Regions from separate parts of the Danio rerio genome. Here region 1 is linked to region 2. The links are chromatin contacts, called in public Micro-C maps. All regions are on one chromosome and are shown on one strand. The core of a region is the stretch at or near the end of the contact, and the rest is flanking DNA. Distances in the headings are between cores, read along the strand shown.

Evidence for each region. Hi-C and Micro-C count contacts between places; a contact is called where the count stands out from the background.
Region 1: a contact with region 2 is called in a Micro-C map of caudal fin, with 6 times the contacts expected there. The contact joins two enhancer-like sites. A contact is called at or near these places in 3 of 18 Hi-C or Micro-C datasets (caudal fin, skeletal muscle and an unstated tissue).

What each region holds. Positions count from the first base shown.
Region 1 is chr9:43,203,499-43,211,297 of GRCz12tu, reverse strand. It overlaps nemp2 (nuclear envelope integral membrane protein 2), which reads right to left. Exons shown (of 9, transcript NM_001423789.1): 7 at 7,032-7,257; 8 at 6,537-6,725; 9 at 310-2,668. The coding sequence ends at 2,359. Among named protein-coding and RNA genes, the nearest start is that of nemp2, 18 kb to the right of the region's middle. Within about 2 kb of position 1,802, at least 1 of the 62 cell types and tissues checked has an H3K27ac peak or open chromatin away from gene starts, as enhancers often do. A contact at or near this core is called in caudal fin, where this site is marked.
Region 2 is chr9:42,999,971-43,006,762 of GRCz12tu, reverse strand. It overlaps glsb (glutaminase b), which reads left to right. Exons shown (of 18, transcript XM_688079.11): 16 at 138-214; 17 at 997-1,060; 18 at 4,114-5,507. The coding sequence ends at 4,270. LOC137496497 (signal transducer and activator of transcription 1) reads right to left here. Exons shown (of 5, transcript XM_068223671.2): 5 at 6,401-6,792. Among named protein-coding and RNA genes, the nearest start is that of stat1b, 55 kb to the right of the region's middle. Within about 2 kb of position 4,487, at least 2 of the 62 cell types and tissues checked have an H3K27ac peak or open chromatin away from gene starts, as enhancers often do. A contact at or near this core is called in caudal fin, where this site is marked.

The sequences.
Region 1 (7,799 bases), core at 553-3,052, 210 kb before region 2:
CAATAGAATTTGATGAAAAAAAAAAAAAAACATGAGACGGGGCAAAAATATGTATTTCAAAGCTTTTGCACTTTAGCTAAAATTTTTATCTTGGCATTTCTTTGCATAAAAATGTTTTAAAGGGAGGTAGAAAGTCGGAAAAAGTCTTTAAACGAAACACATTTATAATTTAAAGTACCAATGCGTCAACAAACATATCAAAACAATGAAATTTTACATTGGGACACATATATATGAAAACAAGATGTGTTTATTTATGTAGGTCAACATAACAGTATACTATAAACACAATGTCAAACAGCATGATCCAGTTCACAACTTTATTTTAAAAACTTTTGGCCCCAAAAACGTCCATAGTAATCCAAAGCTTCTCTTGGAAACAAACTATTTGCAAGTGAGCACAACAGTTGTTGGTAGGACACAGAAAAAGTGAGAATAATTCCTTCAGTGGCTTTGTGAAATGTTATTAAAAACATATTTGGGACTTCCAAAGTTACTCATAGCCCAAATTACACGCTATAATCAAGTTTTTTAAGTCACACACACACAGACACACAAGACATCTTTTTTGCACTTAAAAAGACTAGGTCAAAGCAAGTACAATAATAGTCAAAAGTATTATTAAAAGAGATTGTTCACCCCAAATTCAAATATACTCTCAAGTAGTTTTATGTATCTTTTATGCTTGTCTTTCTTCTATTGAACACAAAACAAGATAATCCGAAGAAAGCTGTAAAAAAGCAGCCTTTGACATGCATAGTAAAACCAATAAAACTAAAATACTACGGAAGTCAATGGCTGTTTTTATAGCAACATCTTTCAGTATATCCTCCTCTGTGTTCAACAGAAGAAAAAAACCCAAACAGATCTGGAAATGTGAAGGATTATAGATATTGATGATATATTTATCGACAAAAACAGCTAAAACAGTCATGAAATGGCCTGCACAGAGTCCAGACCTTAATATACAGTAGTATTATAGAGGCAGTAAGGGGTTGCCTGGACAGAGGGGAAAAAAGCAGAAAAAAACACATAAATCAGAAGATGGAAGATAGGTCTGGTATAAGGACTCATACTAAATTCTTTTGCTAGCAGGAGCTATTTTATTGTAAAAACAATGTGTTATTTTTCTTAATTTTTTTGTATATATTTATTTTGTATATATATATTTTTTAATGCAGAGACCAGGAAGGTCATTAAAACATCAAAACTGTTGGGGGACCAAAGAATTTTCATTTTTGGGTGAACTATCCCTTTAAACACTGCTTACAAAACACCATGTCAAACAGCAGTGCAAAATGTGCCAGAAAAAGAGCACAATGGCCAAACATCAGCATAAAGATGGTGTAAAGAAAGTGTGAAAGGCCCCACAATCAATAATGCGTTGAACAAACATACGACGTAAGCTGTCAAATAGACAAAAAACACCTCCAGACATGTTTTTAAAAACTCGTTATTCTAACTTTAGCCCTTTTAGAACAATGCCACGTTCAAGACACCAGCCAGTGCAAGTCAAACACACCGTGATTTGTTTAAAGAGCCCCTAAAAAGTTTCTTTGTGAGTAACAGATCCATATTATATCAAGGCAATGATGCGTTCTGCTGAATAGGGACCTTGTTTTCTATCAAATGTCATGAGAAGAATTAAAATAGTACGCACAAATGCTCATAAGCCACATAGTATAGTTCTAAAATATCGAGCAGCTTGGAGATTTTACTGAACGTCTACTTCTGTGCTCCACTTAAGACAGAACGCCACACAGATTTAGATTTTTTTTAGCTGAGCCAACACTAGAGGGCATGATTTACTTAAATTACACCACATGATTCTACATGTCCAGTCATTCTCTAGTACAGTGTTTCCCAAGCCTGTTTCAGAAGGCACACCAACAGTACACATTTTCAACCTTTCCCTAATCAAACACACCTGAATCAACTTCAAAACCAGAAGTTAATGGGTCAGATAAGGAAGACATCCAAAACATATGTTGTTGGTGTGCCTCCAGGAATAGGGTTGGAAAACACTGCTCTGGAACAGTTGAGGAAAAAGATTATTGACTGAAATGATGAGCTTGTATACCTGAGAGTCACCATCTGCTCACACACTATTAGCATACAATATGTACAATACGCTGTTACTTTACTCCCAGCTCTGCATCACTCGGGTATAAGAACTTAAAAATATATATAATAACAGCCCACGCTGGCAGAAAGAGATCATTAAAACACACAAACAAGAGATTTTTACAATCCTTATAGACCTGCTAATGTTCCTTAGAGTCATTTCTTCCTTATAATATTGTGCAATTTAAAGTGTCTCTTTAAAATAAGCATAAAATGACTTATCCTGGCTGAGTTTCAAAAGAAGTCCTGGTCTTCTGGATCCAGGGGTTCTGGCTGAGGGGTGTAGGTGACAGGAGGATATGGACAGATGGTTGGAGGGTATATAGTTGGACTGGGGAGGTTATTTAGGACTGGAGGACTGTTTCCAACTATCTCGTCTTCACTATTGTCCTCTGCTTCTTCTCTGTGTGACTGAGTGTCGCTGGAGCTGCTGTTGTTGAAGATCACATTCTCATAATAGGCACCGCCAAGGCCGTAATGATTCTCATGGTTCTGATGCTCCTCTTGAGTGATGTGACTGCCTTGACGGAGAAACTCTGCAAACCTGGAAGAGGCGGGAAACAACGGGTGAGGAATGACTACTAAAATGTTAGACATAAAGGCTATAAAGAATTTTTCCCCTTCATTTACAATCTACTTAAAATTGCAGAATCACTTTTTATATTATTATTTTCAAGACAAGACACTGCAGGCAAAAACACTTTTTATTATTTAGTTTTTTCATAGTGTTTTTTTTCTATCTAATATCAAGAAAACATCCCAAATGCACTCTTCTCTCTTTTTTTGTAAATATATTTCTTTTTTTATATACATGTACCCACCGGTCCTACTGCACCCAACTTCGCTAGCTGGCCTCTGTTACACTCAACCTCCTAAACCTCACTCCCATTCTGGACCAGCTCCCACGTGTCACCCAATCCGGTCTGAGTTGGGATCGAACTGACGATTCTTTGCATGGGAGTTGGTAACTCTAACAAGTAGACTAAAGACTATGGTTTCTAGCGTCTGTCGCTACAGCACCTTTAGAGATCAGAGGAATGAGGTTTACCTGCATAGCACTTGGCTAGCTGGCCTCCATTATTTCATGTTTAACAGTTTTTATCAGCACAAAACAGAACAAAAAACATTTATACGGTCTATAATATTTTTATACAAATGATAACAAATAAGAAAGAAAATACAAAAAAAAATTAAATAAGTAAATTAATTTAAAATATATATATATAATAATAATAAAAACATGCACCATGTAGAGTAAATAATATACACCATGAAGTTTTACTTGGTCAAACTCAAAACATTGAGAATGGAGTGAAAAAGTAAGAGTAAAATTGTCCATGAATCATAAGTGCCCTACTTTCAACTCTTTAAAAGATAAGCAAGGACTAGGACCCAGATTTTTATAACTTTTTAGGAGAATCCGCCCTAGCAAAACAAATACTTTCAAGCTTAAGAGCAGCATCCATTTCAGTCAGCCATTTATGAAAAGGAGGTGGTAAAATAGACTTCCATTCCATCAAGATCACCTTTGTAGCCACTACCATACCAAACACAATAGACATTTGCTGATTATATGACCGCGCTAACACAGGGTCAGAGCATCCAAACAAGGCTAATTCAATATCTGGACTAATGTTTTCTCCTAAAACATTTGAATAAAACTGAAAAATATTATTTGAGATCTCAGTGCAAAACCAAAAAGTATGAGCATATGTTCGCCCTGAGCTCTTACATCTGTTACATAATAGGGAAACCGAAAAGAAAATTTGATTGAGTTTTGGTATGATGTAAAAATCATTTTCAAGTACAACGTTATCAATTTGTGTCTGTAGATTCCAATTGCTATATATATATATATATATATATATATATATATATATATATATATATATATATATATATATATATATATATATATATATTTAAAGGCTGTTTTCTCAAAATGATTTTTTCCTATCTTGCACTCAGTCATACATCTCTAATTCAGACTTACACCAAACTTAACAATTTTATACTTATCTGTATCCTAAAGGTTTTTAGAGAAGTATTTGTTCAAACATAAAATGCAAAAAAATCCTTCCACATTTTTAATGGTTGTTTGCAATGTTTTCTGAATTATGTGGCTTTATCATATTTTATCCTATTTTCTGATTTTGTGTCAGAAATGTGTGCAAAATAGACTCATATTTCATTAAATTATGCCTCATCTACATATTTCAGCACACTATTCTAATACTTAAACTTGTAATGGCAAACATTTTTGGCATTCTTAATCTAATAAATAAACTGCTGAAGTATAGTGATGAATACTAGTTAATTTTTAATTTTATTTCTATTCTCACTTGCAATGTCTTGCCATAATGTGTATCAAACTTAATAAAGGAAACTTTGCATTGTGACAAAATCCACAACATCCTTTATACCAGTGTTTCTCAACCACGTTCCTGAAGGACCACCAAACACCTGGAGACGGTTAAAACAGCAGTGCGCATGATAAAGCGTAGCCTAGTTGTGACTCAAAGGGACACTAAATCACAACTTACACACTACTAAATATTTTTGTGTTGCACCACTGAACTTAGTTTAAACTTGGCGCTAGGTTCCAACTAAATAGTTATGGCAGCATCCCTCCATGTATAACGGTATAAAGAGATGACTGCGAGTTTAATTTACATTAAGGAGCTCTCGATGATAATGAAGAATGATCTCCCTCTACTCACAGCCTCATTTTCCTCCCAAATCTCGCATTTGTTTCAGTTTGTGAAAAAAGAGTTTAATTTTTTCAAGGCGTGTTTTGTGTTAATTGTGTCCACCGATTAAAATGACAATTTCCTGATGACTGAGTTCTTCTCTCTGCTCTTTTCTCTTTCACGTGTTTCTCTTTCAGTTCGCAATGCAGGTGTGTGAGTCGTCTGTTATCAGTGACTGACTGTAATTTAATGTGCTATAAAAATGTCATTTGTCATTTCATTTTCATCGGACAGTTCTATATAAATGCATTAGTGCAGAATTTTAAAGCAGTTAAACAATTTAAATGCTTCTTATTGGATATTACGTCATTCAATGAGACTATGCATAACTTCATGGAGAGCTTACAACCTACTAACTACAGTTTTCCCTAAGAACATGCGGTGCAACCAAAGTAAGAACACATTTAGTTACAATCTAGCTAGTAGTTACTAAGCCCCTAGTATGGACTTTACGTTCCAGTATTAGAAAGAACTTACTAAAAGCTGGTGCAATCCTACCGAGGAGAACTTGCATACACTTTAACATAAACTTTACAGCATGATTCATTATCTTTATTCTGAGTCTACATTCTGTTTTACAGAGCAATTGGTTCATTCATAATTTGCAAGATTATACACATTTTATTTTTTTTAATTGATTTTTTTAAAATGGCTGTTTGCATTATTTTCTGAGCTATAAATTTTTAGTTTATTGCCATATCAGCTTCAATGGCTATTTCATGGCAAAAACTGATCAAATTTACAAACATTTTATAAACAGCATTTTTTCGATCCTAAATAGGTTTTTCACAATAAAAAGTCAACAAAAACAACAATGAATTATATTTAAAATAAGATAAAACTCTAAGATTTTAAAACTCACGTTAAAAAATACTTTTTTAAAATGCAAGATTTTGAAAAAATATATATAAATACAATGAATTATGGAGAGGCATCACAGTGGGTAGCACAATCACAGCAAAAAGGTTGCTGGTTCGAGCCTTGGCTGGGTTAGTTGGCATTTCTGTGTGGAGTTTGCATGTTCTCCCCGTGTTCGCATGGGTTTCTTCCGGGTGCTTCGATTTCCCTCACAGTCCAAAGACAAGCAGTAGAGATGAATTGGGTAGCTAAATTGACCGTAGTGTATGTGAGTGAATGCAAGAGTGTGTATGGGTGTTTCCCAGTCATGAGTTAAGGCTGAAAGGGCATTCGCTGCGTAAAACATATGCAAAATGAGTTCATTCAGCTGTGGCGACCACTGATTAATAAAGGGACTTAGCCAAAATAAAATGAACTTATGAATGAATGAATTATGATGTGATAAAAATTTATTTTTATTCTGGCTTCATCCTATTTTCACCCGATTTAGAAATTTGTGTGCTAGAAATATATAAAAAATTAGGTTGTAATCATTGAATAATGCCTCAGCTGCATATTTGAATATCAAATTCTAATACAAAACATTTTTTTAATTTTTAATGTAATAAACTGTGAAAGCATGGTGATAAATGCTAGTTGTTGTTGTTGTTTTATTTCATTTCTATTCTCACTTGCAATGTCTTGCCATAATATGTATTAATCAGAGTAAAGGAAACTTTGCATTGTGACACAAGCCACAACATCCTTAAAACTCTGATATGTTCAGCTTAAATATGTTTATTTCGATTTAAATAAATGAATTACCTTTGTGGGGATCTGAGCCTCAGCACTGTTTCCCATGCAGGAAAGCCAGGTCTGTTACAGTATTCCCGCAGCTCATCCAGAGAGGCTCTGGTGTGGATCTCTCCCTGCTCTCTGTACTCTTCCTCAGTCAGCAGCCTTACAGTGGGCCGTCTCCTCCTCCGGAATAAAGCCAGGAAAGAGTAGAAGAGACTGAAGGCAGAAAGAGTCACTTAATACATACAAACATTTCAGATAGAAGCGATAGAGTAAGCTAAGAGACCATTTGCAAATGTTGAGTTTCTCTGGATTCTCATACAGCCCCTTTCAGTGGTCACAAATCAAACTGCCAATGCTACACATTTCTAACCTAAGAATTAACTGGCAAACATGATTTTTACCTCTGAAACAACCATTTTATCTGCCTCGCAAATTAAAGTTATGTCCGAATTTCTTTGTATCAATAACAATCATATTTTACTCAAAAATCTTAAACCCAATTCGTGGTGCTTTCCTTACCTGCAAATCCCCATCAGAAGGCTCCAGGCCAAGGGCAGAATCTTCCAGCACAACAGGACAGCGACAAGTACAAAGTAAGCAGGAGGGAATGTGATCCCGTAGTAAAGCAACACTATGCCTACTGCTTGCATCGAGCAGGTCATGAAGTTGAGGGTGTGTTTGTTGGTGATGGGACCGTGTTTATAGCACACGGCAAAGCTAAATAAACCCGATATCAGCACATAAGCTGCAAAGAAAGAGCAAAGTCTCTAAATCATTTTAAAGGTCAAGTTTGGTATTATCATTCACATTGCACGCAAGCATACATACATGGAACAATGCAAAAAGCATAGCCAATTTGTAGCGGATAAAAGAAGCTTGCCTGAGCTTGTCTGTCATTCTTGTACAGCCCACAAACCAACAGTAATAATGTGTTCAAACAAAGCATGCTCACAATAGATCTATACGTGCTGAAGCAACTGTGCAATACATTCTCTGAATATTTATTTTTTAGTTAACTACTCCTTTAAATTCAAGTTGTCATGTGATGTAATTTCCAAGCTTACAGTGACTAAGCAAACATTATGGGCTACAGCTGCAACACAGCAATAAAGTAGAGCCATCACTGTAGTCTTCAGTGTCACACAATCCTACACATGATCCTTTTGTATTGATTTGGCACTTAAAGAACATTTATTATTATCAGTTGAAAACAGATGTACTGTTTCTTTGTGGAAAATCAAAATACACAGCTTCTAAGATTATTATTTTTTTTATAGAACAATTCTA
Region 2 (6,792 bases), core at 3,238-5,737:
TCAGATTCAAAAAACAGACAGAACTTTGGTATAAATGTGAATATAAAACAAACTTTACCTCAATAGCATATCACCGTCGTCAACTCTACTTCTTCCACTTCTACATCTTTATAAACAGTGTGTGTTTGTGTGTGCAGGTTTGCTCTGTCCTCGGTGGATATGGAGCAGCGTGATTATGACTCCAGGACAGCTCTGCACGTCGCAGCCGCTGAGGGTACAAACACTCACTTACACGCTCACTTCCACACTTATTATGGACCGAAAATCCATTAACGTCTGTTTTTAATTGTAATCAAAAGGAGACAAACAGAAGTTGGTTTGCGTTTATATTTTGACACCTAACAGCGCCACTTAGTGGTCAGAGGCGGTACTAATCCTGCATGTTAGCAATTAGCAGCAGGGTTATTAGCTATTTGTGTATAGCCCTTGTGTACCGTTCAGATTTACTACTCTTTCATTATGTTGTGGATGTTTTTGCCAGCCATTTTTCACGAGGAAACGTAAGTATTTTACGTTTTGTCAGTTTAGTGGAGTTCAGTCGTACGAAAATGTACGTTTTTAAAAAGGAGGCGCCACCACAAACGTCATTGGGTGATGAGCAAATCATACTAAATTGTACAAATTAGATTGTACGAATTCATACGAATTAGCCACTAAATCAAAAAGTTACGAATTGCTGTGAGATTGTTTTTGATTTCATTCACCATCAAATCTGAAACCATATAATCGTGCATTCTTGATTGTTGGTGGTTTTCCATGTCTGGAAGAGGTCAAATGTGTATTTTTTTTTTTTTTTTTACTGTTTTACTGTTATATGTAGTAAAACAATAGTATGACAATACTATTGTTAGTATAACAGTATAATAGTATAACAATACTATGTTTACAGTGTTCTGATAACTGAGCTGATATTTAAGAATATTTAATAACTAGCAAAATGTCAAAAACAGACAACAAAATGACTAATTGATTTGATTTGATTTGATTTGATTTCAGGACACATCGAGGTTGTGCGTTTTCTGCTCGAGGCCTGCAAGGTCAATCCTGCACCCAAAGACAGGTAAACAAACACACATTTTCAATTTCAGATATTGAGTTCACTATTTTTATTTAGAAAGTACCGTAAGTTACTTGAAGATGAAAGTATTATTCAGGTGAAACAATCCCCTTTGTGTGTGGAAGATGCTTTTATTTTATTCTTTAAACGCATTTTTATATTGAATGCACATTTATTTGTACATCTATATCTGAAAATATCTTATAATTAAAATTTGCATAATACAATTGTTCATGTTTTATACTTCCCATAGCATAAATCTTTAACATTGTTAAAAGTTGTAAGTGTACAATAATTATATTTATTTTAAATATTTATTTTGCAATAGAATTTACCCTTCGCTAAGCCCCGCCCTCCTTAGGTACTGTTGTTACGCCTGTCAAGCTTTTGTGCCTGGCATGTCTATTATAATGTGTATGCGCCGGTGTCAGACATTGTCAGGGATATAATTAGTCATTTTTGGCAAACAGGTAAGATATCTGAGAAGCCAGACAAAAAAGTACTGCAGTATGCATAACAGGGGTATACTCACAACATAATACGCAGATTAGAAAATAATTTCATCTAAATTGAAGCTAGGTGAGCCTAGCCGACTCATACGCTGACCATTCATCAGCTCAGTTCATGCAGAGCAGGAGAGGTGACTTTTAAAATATTCGAACAATAACAAGTTACACCGATAGTCTAATAGATAATTGTTGTGCAAGGAAATATACCGTTACTAACCGATGAGGAAACACACATGGACAGGTCTTCGACATACTTCATTCATAGAAAGAACAGACAGAAAAATTGATGGATTTGTGATAAATTTTAGCATCATTAATCCATAACAATGTACAGTAACTATAACTGTCAGTATGTTTGTGTGCTTTTTATCCAGTTTCTATTCTAATTTGCAGTTAAGTGGAGGAAATAAATAAATTAAAACGCAAATCAAAGTATAAATAGCAGAAGTTAACAAGTAGATTTTCTCTACCAGCAAATATTAATCAGACACCAAATATAAAAGCAGACACTAAAGACCATGTAGCACAAGCTCTGTGATTGGTCGGCTTGGTTGCGCTGACGAGTCTGGGCAGGACCAAGAGCCACGCTAGTGGCGCAAGTTCGATGGAGTGACTGTTTATAAGTGTGGAGTGCCGTGAAGGAGCTCCGGATGTCAAGTTTTGTTTTGTGTTTACCTCATGGTTAAAGTTGTTGCACGTCCGCCGGTTCCTGCCTCAAAATGAGCGAGTTTGAGCCACTTGTACATTCAGGAAGTGTTCAGGAAAAACTAAACACCAGCAAAGAAACTCGACACAGAGGAACATTTAACAGCTCACTGCCAACTAGCGTTTCAGAAGTGTTAATGCAAAGCAACAGAGACAGCGCGCAGAAGTGTAAATGCACAGCTACGCGCTTTGCATGCGCTGTTGGTTATGCCGGTCACTTGACGCAGAAGTATAAACCAGGCTTAACCTGCTATAATGTCATCACCAATGACTAAATCTCTAAAAGATAGACAAAAACATCAGTGAATTGTCGCTCTGACATGGACATGAGGCTTATAAATGACTGAAAAACAGCTGCGGGTGAATTTTATTGATCGCAAGTGCTCAGATTGTCATCAAATCTCAGTTTTGTTCTGTTGACTTGGAATCCAAATATTTGTAGCTTGAAGCAGATGGAAATATGACTGCTATTAATATGACTACTATGATGAAGGCTTAAACGGAGCATTGCTCATAATATCAAGCGAAAAAAACGAAGAAAAAGACAGTTGTGAAACATAACCTGCTTTGTATTTTTGTAGGAAACACAGTTTAGATCTTTTTAGGGTAAGAGGTGTGCGAGTCGTCGGTCTATCACTGAATGTGTCAGGGATATCGAAAACAAAACTTAATTCCACTTCTTTAGCACCTCTCACAGAGCTTGATCCACGCTGGCATTTCTCCCCTTGGGTTTTAGGTTTTAAAAAGGGAAAAAATTCCACCACCCTGTCCAAACTTTTAGGATACCGGGTGTCAGACTTGTACAATTCATATGCCCAACGCTTTGGCTTTTTTTCCTCGCTCAAAAGCTTGACAGAGCCCCTGTGCGTAGCTACGGTTGCTAAGCCATTGGTGGGTGGCGGTTTTTGGGTGTGGCTTAGCGAAGGGTCAATTAGTTATTTATTTCCATTCGTTTTACTGTTTAATAATTGTGACATCTAAATGTAATACATATATTTTTAAATTCTCTTAACATAAATGTCTAAAACTATCAAAAGAGTTGTAATTATTTTTAATGATTGTATTGTAATGTTTAAGGTCAAATAAATATATAATTTAGTTATTTGTATTTTATAGTTCAGTTCTATAAAAATAGTAATTTAAATTTCTGTGCTAAAAAGATGTGTGTAAAATAATCAAATAATTATTTTAAATATTTATTTTGCGTAAGAGTTGTGTCAAAATAGTCATGTATTTTCATCTGTGTTACTCCTTAGTAATTGTGACATTGTTTTATATATTTTTATATTAAAAATGATACATTATAATACAATTCAGCTTTTACAATCTAGATTATTAGATCAAAGCAGCTTAACATAAAAGTTGTAGTAAATTTAAACTGTGTCCGTCCAGTTTTCAGAGTTTAAGTTTAATTTTCAATGTTAAAAGTTCAAACACTGAAGAGCAAATCCATTGATGCGCAGCTCCACAATAGTAGTAAATACTAGTAAAGGCTAATAATATAGGGGGTATTTTTGAGTAATGAATATATTTTAAACTTCTCATAACATTAATCTCTAAAATTGTAAATATTTCTTTTGTAATGTACCATTGTAAGGTTAAAGGAATATTTAAATTTTAATTATTTGTATTATATAGTGCAGTACTATTACAATAGTAATACATTTCATCATTTTTATATTTACTATGTATTAAAATAATTGAATATTTTATTTTTATTAGCATTTTTAAATGAATCAAATGTCTGGAGGAATTGTAGAAATAAAATGGCATTTAAAATAGGAGACTAAGCCAAAGGAAAATAAACTTATGAATAAATAAAAGAGCATTTCTGTCCTCCAGGTGGGGCAACACACCAATGGATGAGGCGAAACATTTTGGTCATCAGGAGGTGCAGGCGCTCCTGCAGGAGTTCAACAGTAAGTACAACCCTACCATCAATCCTGTGGCAGATAAAGAGACCACTGAGAAAAACCTGGACGGGATGCTGGAGACGTAACCATTTCCACCCGCAGAGGACGCTCTTCTGTTCCCCAGCAGACCTTTACAACATCAGTGTACTTTTTTTATTTGACGTGGTTTCCGGTAGTTTTATAGGCTTTTGTGAGCTTTTTCCTCATCTGCAAAGTAAGTGTGCGAGTAAAGATGTTGTTTATGCTGTAAATGTATTTCAAACAGTTGATTTAGCTGTGGGAGTGAATGACGTGTTCATAATACTGTACCTGTGTTTTCCTGAGGGCGAACAGTAAACTGGTTTATGGAGTGTAGAATGACACCAGACAAGCTCCATGAAATACTTTTCATTTGAGAAATTTTTTGTAAAACCCAGGATAAAGGGTGACCATCATCACTAATTTATTATTATTAAATGTTTAAATAGGGAGGAACATGATGCGATGCTTTCCCCAACAATGACAACATACACACACACACACATATGTATATATACAGCTATGGGGGAAAATTATGTAACCACTTGAAAATTGGTCCGTTTGTTTAGATTTATTTGGCATGGGTTTGAGTAATGTGTTAATACAGGTTTTATTCTATAAAGGCTTGATAACATTTCTTCCACATCTTTGTATCTGTCTCTCTGTTACTATATCTGAGAGGTTTTTGTTAGCTGTGATTTCACCAAATATGAATTTCTTAACTCTTCTAAAGGGAAAAAAGGGCATTGTGTTGTTGAAAATTGATATAAACAAATCTGAAAAAATAGTCAAAAATGCTCTTAGTGACAACACTTTTATTTTACATTTGGAAATAATGTCATTAGTAGTTTAAAGAAAATTTAAAATACACTTACACATAACTTTAAAATTAATAACTATAAATTGTAAATCCAGAAAAAAAAAGAATTTTAAAGTGTTTTCCCCTCCATAGCTGTATATATATGTATCAGTTTTCTGAAATCTTTGGATAAATATGTGACCCTGGATCACAAAACCCAGTCTTTAGTTACAACATTTTTTGGAAAAGGTAAATACACATTGTTTGGCTCAAAATTATTATTAATTTTTTTTTTCATCTTTTATGTAATTTATTTTAGGATAATTAAGTAAAGACCGTGTTCCATGAAGATATTTTGTAAATGTTCTACTGAGAAATATGTATGTATTTGTCTTTATTTGTCTTATTTGTTTTAATTTGACTAGAATAAAAGCAGTTTTAATTTTTTAAACACCATTTTAGGGACAAAATTATCAGCTATTTTTTTCGATAGTCTACATAACAAACCATCGTTATACAATAACTTGCCTAATTACCCTAACCTGCCTAGTTAACCTAATTAACCTAGTTAAGCCTTTAAATGTCACTTTAAGCTGTATAGAAGTGTCTTGAAAAATATCTAGTCAAATATTATTTCCTGTCATCATGGCAAAGATAAAATAAATCAGTTATTAGAGATGAGTTATTAAAACTATTATGTTTAGCAATGTGTTGAAAAAAAAAAATCTTTCTGTGAACAGAAATTGGGGAACAAAAAAAACAAGTGGTCTGATAATTCAGGGGGGCTAATAATTCTGACTTCAACTGTATATATACATATATATATATATATATATATATATATATATATATATATATATATATATATATGAATGATTGGTAAAATGCATTGCTAAGCACTTCATTTAAACAGCTTTTAAGGTGATTTTCTCAATATCAAAAATTTTCGAACCCTCAGATTTTCAAATAGTCGAATCTCAATCAAATATTGTCCTATCCTAACAAACCATACACCAATGAAAAGCTTATAGATTCATGCATAAGTCTTATCTCACACTTATGACTGGTTTTGTTGTCCAGGGTCACATATTATCATTTCTATTTTCCGAAAAACAATTAATATATGTGTTTATTTTTGTAATACTGAGCAGCAACAGTGACATTATATCTTGTTTACATCCAAAATCATGAAAGAAAGTATTCGATTTCTACATATATTATAATTTCAAAAAAAATCTTTGACTAAGAGAAAAGAGACCACTGCATTTCCATTAACCAATTATCTGTTATGTGTTGCTATGAGCATTGTTAGAAGACTAAATGGCACAATCAAACAATTAGAGTCAAGTATTCTACAGAACCGTGTTAAAAATACAGCAGAAAGAATGCAAGAACATGTCCTGTTTAAAAGTGGTATTTATTGATTTTAATTATACAACTAAATGTAAGTTTGCATGCACTTTTTTTTACATATGACGTTTTTATTTTCTTATGCCACATTATTTAAACATTATAACCACTGCCAAAGACATTGTGTTATTTCTGTTAGTGGTACAGCCTATTAGATTTATATGTGTTTATCAATGTATGCACTTTTCTTTCATGCAGTATTTACATGCAGGGCTCCCAAAATGACCATTTGAGAAACTACACAAATACTACTATATGAGAAGAACATGTGATCTAAACTAAAACATTAGAGTTCACTCAGATGATAGTAACCGTTACGACGTTATTGAAATAATATTATGAACAATAGAAAATCGTCTGCACCAGCTTAATTACTATCAG